2 separate regions of the Mus musculus genome follow, and region 2 is linked to region 1. Evidence: chromatin contacts called from public HiChIP or PLAC-seq data. All regions are on one chromosome and are shown on one strand. Each heading gives the region's core, a stretch centred on a gene start, on an enhancer-like site or on the middle of the called end of the contact. The rest is flanking DNA. Distances are from core to core; before and after follow the strand shown.

Evidence for each region. HiChIP or PLAC-seq counts read pairs in DNA pulled down with a chosen protein or histone mark.
Region 2: a contact with region 1 is called in an H3K27ac HiChIP or PLAC-seq map of microglia, with 2.7 times the contacts expected there. The contact joins the enhancer-like site here to the promoter of Spata31d1a in region 1. A contact is called at or near these places in 6 of 39 promoter capture datasets (the C10 cell line, HPC-7-derived erythroid cells, embryonic stem cells and 1 more), 6 of 484 Hi-C or Micro-C datasets (brown adipocytes, effector CD8 T cells, embryonic heart and 3 more), 4 of 115 datasets of contacts at active chromatin or transcription factors (cardiomyocytes, embryonic stem cells and microglia) and 4 of 9 other capture datasets (adipose tissue, embryonic stem cells, liver and 1 more).

Annotation. Positions count from the first base shown.
Region 1 is chr13:59,704,762-59,708,198 of GRCm38.p6, reverse strand. Spata31d1a (spermatogenesis associated 31 subfamily D, member 1A) reads left to right here and starts at 2,002. Exons shown (of 4, transcript NM_028157.2): 1 at 2,002-2,234; 2 at 3,111-3,153. The coding sequence starts at 2,049. Gm40972 (a long non-coding RNA gene) reads left to right here. Exons shown (of 3, transcript XR_873547.2): 3 at 1,308-1,512.
Region 2 is chr13:59,623,782-59,626,970 of GRCm38.p6, reverse strand. It overlaps Naa35 (N(alpha)-acetyltransferase 35, NatC auxiliary subunit), which reads right to left. Exons shown (of 23, transcript NM_030153.2): 16 at 2,368-2,466; 17 at 1,374-1,552. Among named protein-coding and RNA genes, the nearest start is that of Naa35, 40 kb to the right of the region's middle. Within about 2 kb of position 1,875, at least 26 of the 459 cell types and tissues checked have an H3K27ac peak or open chromatin away from gene starts, as enhancers often do. A contact at or near this core is called in microglia, where this site is marked.

The DNA of each region.
Region 1 (3,437 bases), core at 753-3,252:
TTTTTGTTTGTTTATTTGTCTTTTCTTTGTTTTTTGTTTTTTGTTTTTTGAGACAGGGTTTCTCTGTATAGCCCTGGCTATCCTGGAACTCACTCTGTAGACCAGGCTGGCCTCAAAATCAGAAATCCGCCTGCCTCTGCCTCCCAAGTGCTGGGATCAAAGGCGTGCACCACCACTGCCCAGCTCAAAGCCACCACTTCTTTTGTGAGAAAAAAGCATCGGGGAGTATCCTGAAATTCGCATACAGGGATCAAGAAGATTTAGTGGCATAAGGAAAAAGAGAAACTGGGGCTGTAGAGATGGCTCAGCAGTCAAGAGCACTGACTGATCTTCCAGAGGTCCTGAGTTCAATTCCCAGCAACCATGTGGTAGCTCACAACCATCTATAATGGGGATCCGATGCCCTCTTCTGGTGTGTCTGAAGTCAGAGATGGTATACTCACATATATGGAATAAAGAAATCTTTGAGAGAGAGAGAGATAGAGAGAGAGTTCTGAGTATTCATGGCATACCTCCTAAAATACTTCATGAATCTTATCCAGCATACCACATGTCTGTGTGTGTGTGTGTGTGTGTGTGTGTGTGTGTGTGTGTGTGTGTGTCTTGGTTACCAGTATGTGGCTCCATGGAAAAGTTATGACACTGTTGGGAAAGAGGCCCAGGAGAAAAAAGCTAGGTGATTGGGATGTACCTTGAAGGGAAGACAAGGCCCTTGGCCCCTGATTTTCTGACTTCCCTTTCTGTTTGTCCCAGGACAGCCACTTCTTTTATAATACAGTCGCACAATTACATGCGTCATACTAAGGGACATGCTAAGTGACTGGAAATAAACGGTGTGAAACCATGACCCTCCAAAGCTTTTCTTCTCTTCATCCTCGGCATTTTATCACAGGATGAAGACTGACATACGATGATGAACCATGTCTAAACCATCATGTGATGCTGCGGGGTGGGGTGGGAAGTGAAGTCATTTTGAATATCCAATCATCAGGAGAATGGTGAACCAGAGCCTCACCCCAAATTCTTAAAGGAACTCACCAAGGCCCAGAGGCGTGCAGCGTTCAGTGGGAAACAAGGCCACAAACCAACCCCAAATTGAACAAAGCATCAATTCTTCTTTAAAGCAGGTGTAGATGAGGATGCGCAGCAACCTCCGGGTTATTTAACCCTGACGCTGCTGCTTGGATAACATGTGAGAGGTTCCTAGGTTTGGGATTATGTGGTTACCTAGAGCGGACGACAGGCAGTCAGGGACGGGCCTCAACCAGGTTCTTCTTTAAGGCACTGACACCGACTCTCTCCTCAAGGATCCCGGGCACCACCCTCAGAGCTTACCAACAGCCAGCCCCATCTAAAAGAATGGCAAAACTCCTATCATCCGCCGACACAGCAAGGAAATGAAAAGAGGAAAGACCAACTCTTCCTAGACATGAAACTGGTACTCTGACTGGTCACTGCAGCTCTGTGCACCTGGAGCATAATCAAAAGCCTTAATGCAATTAAATTTTTACTAACTGCAGAAAAAAAAATACACGGTATACAGTTATATCCAAGAATACATGAGCTGACCAAAAATATATGCTCTAACATGATTTAGTATTTGTATCAGTTTTATGACTTAACTGTGTTGCTATGACTAAAAGACACTCAAGCTCGACTCAGAGACATTTACTTCTAGATATTCGAGAAGATAAATAAATATAATAGGCAGAGGGAATAACCATTCTGCAGATAGCGCATATGTGAGAAGGGCCTAGTTGCCAAGGCTGTGAATATCTCAGCAAAGCAAAATCCCAGGCACCACGTGGTCCCAACACAGCTGAGGTCCAAATCAAGTTCTCCAAACAGCAAGAGAAACAGGGAGCAGCAGGGTTGGGCAGAGGGCTCTGAGGAGCTCCTGGGGGTGGGGGAAGGGCTGGAGACACACCCTCCTCTCCACCCTCAGAAACCCTTGTGACTCTCCCTGCTCTGTGAGGTAGGCCTGGGACTCTAGTCAAGCTCAGGAACCCTCAGCCTCAGACACCTCAGGCAGCCATGCTGTTGCTGCCATGGAGAAGATTCTCTCAGCTCTGAATGGCCTCAGTGAGACATGGCTGACCCTAGGCTCAGCTTCCTACCACATAGACCTCAACTACACTCTTCTGAGTGGACTGGGGCTACTGCTTCTGTACATCTCCTACCTGATATTGAAACTGCTTATACATTTGCTGGGGAGAAAGAAATACACCCCAAAGGTAAGGAAGGATGGTGAGTTCCCAAGAGAGACTTCACTGCTAGGCTGTAGTTCTGTCCTGGCTGTGGGGTGAGCTTGGCTGTCAGAGGGATGTCTGGGATGAATGAGTGAGGAGAGGAGGGGAGGGGAGGGGAGGGAAGGTGAGAGGAGGGGAGGGGAGAGGGGAGGAGAGGAGAGGAAAGGGGAGGAGGAAGGGGGGAGGAGAGAGAAGAGGGGAGAGGAGGGGAAAGGAGAGGAGAGGGGAAGGGAAAAAAAGAGGGAAGGGGAAAGGAGAGGAGGGGAGATGGAGAGGGGAGAAGAAGAGAGGTATGAGAGGGAGGACTAAGGTTCCCATTTGGAGCCCACATTCACCTTCCTATCTGTGTGCCTGAATTTTCCAGGACAAAGTAGGAAACTGGTCCTAGTGGCTTGGCTCCAGTCTTTGGGTTCTGGGGATGGGACCAGTCTCTCCTGACAGTGATCCTATGATCCACTCCCGCATCACCTGTCCCTTCCCCTACCCTCCTCCACAATGAACTGGTCAGGATCACAGTGCTGCGTGTTGAAGGCCTCTGTTTAGAGCCTGGTTCGTGGTCTTTAGCCTCACACACAGCCCTTGGAGAGAGCAGAGATGTCAATGCTGCCTCCAGACTCCATGCTATCAAGAAGACTTTTTGTTGAGATCCCCAAGTGTGGACATTGTCGTGGTCTCCTCTACTTTCCCAGAGAGAAAAGCAGTGAACATAAGTGATTACTTCTAAAGTTAGTAAAATGAATGCATAAATCTCATTTATTCAATAGACCTCAGGATAATGTGGTTAGGAGTTCTGAATATATAACAAAGAGAAGCAGTACAAAGAAGTCTCACGTGCTCACTGTGTTTCTCTTTTCCTTACAGCGGCAGAACAGCATCAGGCGCAAACAAAGGAAAGCATTTAAACGTAGGTGTCCACCTATTAACGTCACCATCCCAGCGTCCCCCTGATGTCCTTTCTATGAAGTTTCAGGTCCATGATTTGAAGATGTTGCTCCTGAGACTCCGATTCACAAGATCAACCCGAGATAGAGCTGAGTCCCCTCTACTCCCCCACGCCTGAAGCAGTGGGCACAGCATCTCAGAACATGGAGTTCTGCCCCCTGGCTGTGGAATGAGCAGGGAGACAGGCATGGCCCTTCAGGAATCTTGTGGGATGCGCAGGCGGGTACTGGCTGCTTTGAAGCACAG
Region 2 (3,189 bases), core at 626-3,125, 81 kb after region 1:
TGCAGCCCGCTCTCTCTTCCCACCTTTCCTGTGGGTGGAGCTGAGGTCATCAGGCTTGTGTGGAAAATGCTTTGACCTGCTGAGCCATCGGCGGCCCACGGAAACTAGTTAAAGTTGCCTTTGGAATTGTGTTTTGAAGCTGCATCGTCACAGCTCCTGAAGGAGGCACAAGGGGTCCACCACTGCATGGAGGAGTGCAGAACATCAAGAGGCACCTGGCGGCTCTTAAGGAGGACATGTAGTATCACTTTACAGACTACAAAGGAATCCCCACTGAATACCATACAGCCAGAAGGTTGCTCTGTCCCCTCAGTGCAAAGGTCCCCAGCGAGATAACAGGTGATACTTTCCACATTCTCTGAGGACAGACGGTGAAGGAAAGGGCTGATAGGGCCCTTCCAAACACCAGCTGCTCGTTTTTAAGGACTTCAATAGTCTTTCCTCTCTCAGGGCAATGATTAAGTTAAATGAATTTAACTATAAGTTTAAAGAGCAAACAATACCAAAGTGTAACATATCAAATTTTGACATTTGATGAAGAAACTGTTTAAAATTGTCTCGATCCCTTGATAGGTGAAGATAATTCACGATTGTCATCGTGATGATCAACACTTGCTTGCTGTGTATTTTCTACCTGTTCTCATGTCTAAGATAGCCGCAAACAGCCTCTTCATAGAACTCCCTAGCTTTCCCTCCACTGAAGGGGAAGCTGCAGCTCATCTCCCAGTGATTAGCCTGCAGTCATGGTGTCCACAAGAGAGCGCATTCCACCAACTGCACCCGCACCATGCACCCACTAGTGCTGCACAAGTCAGCAAACAGCACTCTCTCTTCTCCACAGTTGCAAATAAAAGATGGTCGAATTAACCCATTTATTTTTATGAGTATTTTCCATAGAATTATTCCAACAACAGAAAGGACATTTGTGTAATGTTACAGCAATATTTGTGTAATGTTACAGCACTAAAGATGTATACTTTGACCTAGCTCTAATTCTCAAAATATTTTACCAACTGTGCCACAACAGTAAAAATGCACTAAGGAAAAATATTCCAGGGGCCAGTGAGATGGCTGTGCTGGTCAAAGAGCCTGTCAGAAAGACCGACCACAGGACTCCAATCCCCAGAGCCTATCCTTATAAAATCAAATACAGTCCCTCGCATCTCTAACACCACTGTTCCTACAGTGAGACTGTACGAGGAAAGTAACCTGGGGATTGCAGTCCAGCTGGCATGGAGACCGTGCCTCAGCACGGTGAAAGGGAAGCGTGTGTGATCAGAGACTGCATGCACACAGCAACCCCGACTGTACACTTTATAGATGCACACAACGTCTCTGCTCTCGCCATCACTGCTAGCGGCAACAGCGCTCACCAGTAGATGTAGTAGTACTCATGCATGCTGTACAGCTCCAGCTCAAAGCCACTGAGCAGATACTGGATCATAATCCGGAGGTTATGGTAAAGAACCCAGGTTCCTAAGCAGGCCAGATGTTGTCTCTGAGGCTCCTGTTTCAACAACATAGTATGAAGCGCTGCATCAACCTTCTCTGCCTGTCAAAACAATTGTTACTTTAGGGTCAATTAGTCAGATAGTAAGAGAATCTGAAAATATGAGCAGAAGATGTAAATCTCACACTCCAAACAAAGTCTTCCTTTCAAATGCATCAATGGTAAGGTTTGCAAAGGTCTTACCCTGCAATACTTAATATTTACCCAAATTATTCCTCAAAATAAACATGCACATTAATGCAAGTTAGTTTATCCAGGCAAGGAGGTGGACATGTTTGTAAGCACGGAGCACCACCAGTCTACTCCAGAGACTAAAGCAGGAGGATCATGTGAGCCCGCCCAATGGCTAAAAATAAGCCTGCGGAAACAGGCCCTGTCTTAAAACAGACAAGCTTCAACTTGTGACCTCAGGTCTGTGGTGTTAGTAATGGGAGCCACTGCTGGCCGTGAGTCACCTTTAAACTGTTTCATGTCGGGTAACTTGTCATGAAACCATAGTTATCTACACAAGCCACAATTTATCTTGATGACAAAGCCATGATTTAAGATGCTTATAAGGTATATCCTCACATTTCTTCAAGTACGTGCTTCTCTTGGACTATAAAACTGTTACATTTTAAGTGGAAAAACAGGTATATCAGAGTAAAAAATTAATCCACAAATCACTGTTTTGAAGAACTGCTTTTCAAAAGTTAAAGTATAAAAAAAGTATCCTGTGAGACCCAGGCTGGCCTCAATGCATGATCCTTCTGTGTCACACTGCCAAGTTCTGTGACTATCGTTAATGCTCTCACAAGAGCTTGCTATTCTTGAAACCTATGTCTTGATGAATTGTACAAAAGACATCTGGCTCTTACCTCATCTTGCAAGGTAGCAAACTCCTCAAGAATGTGACCAAGCTTGTCTCTCTGCCGAGCCCTGTTATGGCCATGGATCTGAACAAGACTACAAAACGGCTGTAACACACAGACAAATTAGTAACTGTCAACATGAACTTCCTCTATCCTAAAGAAACAATATGCCAAATTCTTAAATCTTGTTAAATGCATGTAAGAAATGCACAATTACACTGTTGACGTTTCTTACACAGGCGCCCATTTTTAAAGACTTCAATATCAGAATTTATAAAGAGATGGGAAAAGGAAGCTTTTTGTGAAATATGATTTCCTATGGCAAAAGTATACTCCTTCAGGAATTGTCCTGCATTTCCTTTTCTCCTTATTTTAAACTAAGGTCAAGATTACAATACTAATGTTTCTGTGGTAGTTGAGTCAAGGCTGCTACCTCTGGCTCTTCTATTCCTAAGGACCTAAAACACGGCTTCCTGTAAACTCTGGAACACTATACTAATCCGACAACAGACACGTATGGTGAGCAGCCTGCATTTAGAAAATGTGACTAACTTCTCTGAAGCATAACAAAGCTTGTATCAGTGACCTCTGACAGGCTGTCTTTGGACTAGCAACTGTTTTAGAAGAGTTCAGAGGTACAGGGTGGGCATCTCTCATCTGAAAACTCAAATAACTAGATGATAGATAGATAGATAGATAGATAAATGGATAAATAAATCAAGACAGAGTCTCACTCTGTAGCTGAGGGTGACTGATCCTGAAGTTGTGATCCCCTGTCCATTTCCTGAGTGTTAGGACAAAAGGCCTGTATCACCAAGTCCAGTTTTC